Linked DNA regions of Oryctolagus cuniculus: region 2 is linked to region 1. The links are chromatin contacts, called in public Micro-C maps. All regions are on one chromosome and are shown on one strand. Each heading gives the region's core, a stretch centred on a gene start, on an enhancer-like site or on the middle of the called end of the contact. The rest is flanking DNA. Distances are from core to core; before and after follow the strand shown. Region 1 has its middle 12 kb from the start of STAT6. Region 2 overlaps LRP1 (LDL receptor related protein 1).

Region 1 (2,700 bases), core at 87-2,586:
TCACCATCTGCTGCCTCGCAGGTTGCACATTAGCAGGAAGGTGGATCAGAAGCAGAGGAGCTGGGACTCAAACCAGGCACTGTGATGTAGGATGTGTGAATTCCAAATGGCATCATTTTTTAAAGATTTACTTATTTATTTGAGAGGCAGAGTTACAGCCAGAGAGAGGAAGAGAGGGAGGGAGGGAGAGAGAGAGAGAGAGAGAGAGAGAGAGAGAGAGAGAGAGAGAGAGAGAAAGGTCTTCCATCTGCTGGTTCACTCCTCAGATGGCCGCAATGGCCAGAACTGGGCAGATCCGAAGCCAGGAGCGTCTTTCAGGTCTCCCACGCGGGTGCAGGGGCCCAAGCACTTGGGCCATCTTCTGCTGCTTTCCCAGGTGCATTAGCAGAGAGCTGGATTGGAAGTGGAGAGCCTAGACTCAAATCAGAGCCCATATGGGATGCTGGTGCTGCAGGTGGAGGCTTAACCTACTTCGCCACAGCGCTGGCCCCTCCAAACGGCATGTGAATTGCTATCCCACTTGCCCCCAGTGACCCTCTTTTTACAGATGAAGAAGCTGTGGCACAGTTCACTTAGGTCACTTGTCCAAGGCCAAAGTGAGATTGAATCCAATTAGTCTGGCACCTGAAGCTATGTTACCCTCCGTCTTCATGCAAGGTGAAAGAGATTTTATCTGACCTTTAAGACAAGCACTGAGGATGCCAACATAGCTGCCAAGCCCTTTCCCCTCGCTAGCAAAGTCTGGATTTTGTACAGTGGCCCCTCCCATACTGAATCTTGTGGGTCCAGCCAATCACTGTGTTTCCATCCCTGTGCCTGCTGACCCAGTCCTGGTCAGTCCCAGTCAGCAGGACTCGGGGGGCTCCCAGGGAAGATTTTGTTGTTCTTCAGTGCAATCTCCACTTGTGAGGGCTGGAACAGCTGTAGCCGTGTTGCAGTTGGAGGACAGAGTGTCCATGTGAGCAGGTGGCAGGTCCTTGACGAAGCAGCCACTCCTGGACCTGCTCCAGGACTCCTCACTACTTCAGTGAGGTCTTCCGTTACTTGCTGCTAAATGCATCCCTAACTGAGCCTCGCACCGCCATAACGATGGTAGGATATGGAGAGCCCAGAGCAGGCTGCTCACCCATGCTCCCATCGCCAACCAGCATGTGCACTTAGGAAAGCAAGTGAACTCATTGAGGGAAGAAGGTCCTGGGGACAACCAGGTGTCAGGCACGCACAGAAGGGCAGCGGCAGTGTGAGCTGAGCATGGCCCCAGGCTTCGTGCAGGGAGGGGCGTGGGGAGCAGGGCGAGAGTAATTAGGAAGAGAAAGCACTGGGTTTAGTGGAGAAGGGTGGACGCCCATCAAGGCCTGCCAAGGACGGCAGGAAATGAGCAATGGTGGGGTCAGCTGATCTCAGCTCTGCATGGAGCCCTCAGGCTGTGCCGAGGATAACTGTGGCCAACAGACCTTCACCTCACAGAAGGACAAGTAGCAGCCCTGGTGGGTGGGCGAAGTCCAGCGTCTCTGCATGGGGCCGGCTGTGGTCAGGGCTGAGCCTCTGCAAGGAAGTTCCAGCCCTCTAATTACTGTCTTGCCCGCTCACTCTCTCTCCTGTGCAGCCAAGCTTCCTGGGAAAGTCGTGCACTGTCCATCCCTCCTTACCTCATTATACCACTAGCCAGCTTCCTCCCAGCCGCGCCAGTGGAGCTGCCATGGCCCGGCTCACATAGGCGCTCGGCTGTGCCAAGAACAATGGTAAGGCGCCACCCCCATGCTGGTGCACCCTGGCAGGACTCAATGTTGACATCAACTCTTGAGGAAGGTCAGCCTTACAGTCCCTCTGAGTCTTCCTCCTGCCTCTCAGTGCGCTCCCTCTTCATCTCCCATCATGATCTCACCCACACCGACAGCCCCGTGTCCTCAGCAGGGCAACTGGGCTGCTGATGAAAACCATGGCCTCCAGGGCTGGGCCACCTGGGGTCCAGTCCTGGCTGGCTCTGCAGTTGTGGCATGGTACACAATCTTCTACCAAGGTCTACCACAAGCCTCGGGGCCGGCATTGTGGCTTAGCAGGTGAAGCGGCCACATTCAACGCATTGCCGGTATCCCATGCAGGCGCCGGTTCATATCCTGTATGCTCCACTTTCCATCCAGCTCCCTGCTAATGCACCTGGGAAAAGCAGCAGAAGATGGCCTAAGTGCTTGGGCCCCTGCCACCCATGTGGGAGACCCAGATAAAGCTCCTGGCTTCCAGCTTCAGTCTGGCTGAACCCTGGCCATCGCATCCATCTGGGGGAGTGAACCATGATGGGAGATCTCTGTGTGTGTCTTTCCCCCTTTCTCTGTAACTTTTACTTTCAAGTATATATATATACATTAAAAAAAAAAGAACATTATCCTCAGGGACAACCACCATTCTGATTTTTTGAAGTTTATTTATTTATTTGAGAGGCAGGCAGACAGAGGAAGAGAGTTCCCACTCAAATGCCCACAGCGGCCCCTCCCTGGGCCAGGAAGCTGAGAGCTGGAACTCAACTCAGCAGGGAGCGGCAGGAACCCAACCACCAGAACCCCCACAGCATCCTCCCAGGTGCACATTAGCAGGGAGCTGGAGTCCAGAGCCAGAGGGAGGGGTGGAACCCAGGCACTCTCACGTGGGATGCTGGCTCTCAGCTGCTGGGTCAAATGTCTGCCTTGGTTCTGATTTTCTAGA
Region 2 (2,700 bases), core at 128-2,627, 68 kb after region 1:
TGGTGCAGGGCCTGGAGCAGCCTCACGGCCTGGTGGTCCACCCACTGCGGGGGTGGGTCCGACGCCTGGGGCTGGGGGGCTCGGGGGGAGAGGCTGGGCAGGTGGGCAGCGGGAGACCCTGACGCTGCCACTGTCGGCCCCACCTGCAGGAAACTCTACTGGACGGACGGTGACAACATCAGCATGGCCAACATGGACGGCAGCAACCGCACCCTGCTCTTCAGCGCCCAGAAGGGCCCTGTGGGTAGGAGCCTGCCCTGCCTGTGCCTGTAGCCCTCCCCCAAGTCCCCGAGCGTGAGACGCTCGCGGGGCCCTTGCACCGTCCCAACCTCGGTGACTGTCCAGATGCCCCTTCCACGAACTCTCACCCCTGCCCCCCGCCCTCCTGGTTCAGGCCTGGCCATCGACTTCCCTGAGAGTAAGCTCTACTGGATCAGCTCCGGGAACCACACCATCAACCGCTGCAACCTGGACGGCAGCGGCCTGGAGGTCATAGACGCCATGCGCAGCCAGCTGGGCAAGGCCACCGCCCTGGCCATCATGGGTGAGGGCCCGCCGCGGGGAGGGCAGGCCACGCACAGATGACGGCCTTGGGGCTCCGCGGGCCTCACCGCCTCCTGCCTCCCCAGGGGACAAGCTGTGGTGGGCAGATCAGGTGTCGGAGAAGATGGGTACCTGCAACAAGGCCGACGGCTCGGGCGCCGTGGTCCTGCGCAACAGCACCACGCTGGTGATGCACATGAAGGTCTATGACGAGAGCATCCAGCTCGGTAGGCGGCAGGGCTGGGGCGGGGCCTGGAGTGCAGAGCGGGCAGCGGGGCTGGGGCAGGGGTCTGGAGCTCAGAGGGGGCAGCAGGGCTGGGGCAGGCCCGGAGCTCAGGGCGGGCAGCGGGGCTGGGGCAGGCCCGGAGCTCAGAGGGGGCAGCGGGGCTGGTGGGGCCCAGAACTCAGGGCGGGCAGCGGGCAGGGCAGCGGGCCGGAACGGAAGTGAGAGGCCTTGGCTGCACCCCCCACCGTGGGCTCCTTTTGCTCCTTCCCATGACAGCCTTGGTCACCGGCCCTGGGAGGACAGAAGACCTGGGAGCGGGGTGGGTGGTAGCCCCCACCAGGCCCAGGGTGAAGGTGGTGACCGTCCCGAAGGCCCCCTGACCCTCTGTCTGCCTCTCACCCCCACCCCCCAGACCACGAGGGCACCAACCCCTGCAGCGTCAACAACGGCGACTGCTCCCAGCTCTGCCTGCCCACGTCGGAGACGACGCGCTCTTGCATGTGCACGGCCGGCTACAGCCTCCGGAGCGGCCAGCAGGCCTGCGAGGGTCAGTGCGCGGCCTCTGCTCCCCCACCCTGGCCCACACCGCGGGCAATGCTGCATTCCTCCGGCGCCCTTGGGTGAGGTGTCTGAGAAGCCCCCACGCGGCTGGGCGCCATGGGAAAACCCAGGGAGTGAAAGCCCCGTCCCTGGCTCTGCAGGGGGCCAGCACGGAGGGGAAGCTGGACCGTGGCGTGGCTCTGACTGTCCAGTGCCCACCCATAGCAGGGTTTTGGGGAGCTAGATGCCAGCCTCCTGGCAGAGGTGTGCTGTGAGCTGGGTTTATAGGAAGAATGAGTAGCATTGGGACGCACGGCCTGCAGGAGAAGGTTCTAGGCCCACACAAAGGGGAAGCTAAAGCCGTGCCCCAGCCCAGTGCTGGAGACTGTGCGTAGGGCCCTGAGCCCAGAGCGCTGGGCTGGGTGTGGGAAAGTCCTGGTGATAAGGCGGTGAGGTCGGGAGGGCGGGGCTCCTGCGGGTTCTCAGCTGGTGGTGCCTGGAAGTGGTGTTTGGGGAAGATTAAGCTGGCGGCAGCAGGGGAGCAGGAGAAACCAAGGCAGTTAGACCAGTTAGGAGGCTTTGGGGTAATCCCAGGGTGAGCAGCAGGGTCTGGGCTGAGAGTCAGAGGCGTTTCACGAGCCCCTGTTGACTGATTTATGGGCCCCTGGGAACCTCCGCCTTTGATGTGGGCACGGCAGGGAGGCAACGTTGAGGCTGCGGAACTTCGCAGAACTTCTCAGAGCCTTGAATGTGTCCGTGCACACCAAGAATTCTTCAGGCACGGACTCCAGCATTCAAATATCAGGAACATTAGACTATTAGAAATAAGCACTTCTAGTAAGCAACGTTAGGAGTAAATATGCAAGCACGGCCTGTAGCATTCGGGTTTTTCCCTCACTGGGGCCCCTTTGGGCGTTCATTTGGGGCCAACCTGCATGAGAGGATAAAGGCAAGGGAGGGCTAGGGCTACGCGGGGAATGGAGGGCTGGCAGCAAGCAAGGTGCTGGGAAGGTTTCTGGGTGTTGGAGAGAGGGTGTGGCCTGGACCAGTCAGAGGGAGGACAAAGAGGAAGCTAAGGTCAGGCGGAGTGCCAAGCTGAAAATCTAGATTGGAGACGTCCCATCCTGATTGTCTGAGCCTCCCCCAGGGCCTCTGTGGGGAGCCGCCCGCCTTGTGTTGTAAGGGCCAAGTGAGGGGAGAGAAAGCCGCGTCTCTGCTGCCCCCTCATGTCCGTGAGAGGTCCTGCAGGCACTCGCCCTCTAGCCAGGAGGACTTTCTTCAGCAGCGCCAGGCTCTGGGTCTCAGACACCTTTGGGTCAGGGGCGATGGCTGGGGGGAAGATACCAAAGAGGAAGCAGAGAAGAGCGGTGTGAAGGTAGCAAGAGCCAGGC

Evidence for each region. A called contact is a pair of places that touch in the nucleus more often than the background predicts.
Region 2: a contact with region 1 is called in a Micro-C map of ear pinna, with 2.3 times the contacts expected there. The contact joins two enhancer-like sites. A contact is called at or near these places in 3 of 6 Hi-C or Micro-C datasets (ear pinna, embryonic fibroblasts and skin fibroblasts).

Annotation. Positions count from the first base shown.
Region 1 is chr11:59,756,260-59,758,959 of mOryCun1.1, forward strand. No RefSeq gene overlaps it. Among named protein-coding and RNA genes, the nearest start is that of STAT6, 12 kb to the left of the region's middle. Within about 2 kb of position 1,337, at least 1 of the 8 cell types and tissues checked has an H3K27ac peak or open chromatin away from gene starts, as enhancers often do.
Region 2 is chr11:59,823,769-59,826,468 of mOryCun1.1, forward strand. LRP1 (LDL receptor related protein 1) reads left to right here. Exons shown (of 89, transcript XM_051832985.2): 30 at 1-52; 31 at 150-244; 32 at 395-544; 33 at 630-770; 34 at 1,182-1,316. Among named protein-coding and RNA genes, the nearest start is that of NXPH4, 31 kb to the right of the region's middle. Within about 2 kb of position 1,378, at least 1 of the 8 cell types and tissues checked has an H3K27ac peak or open chromatin away from gene starts, as enhancers often do.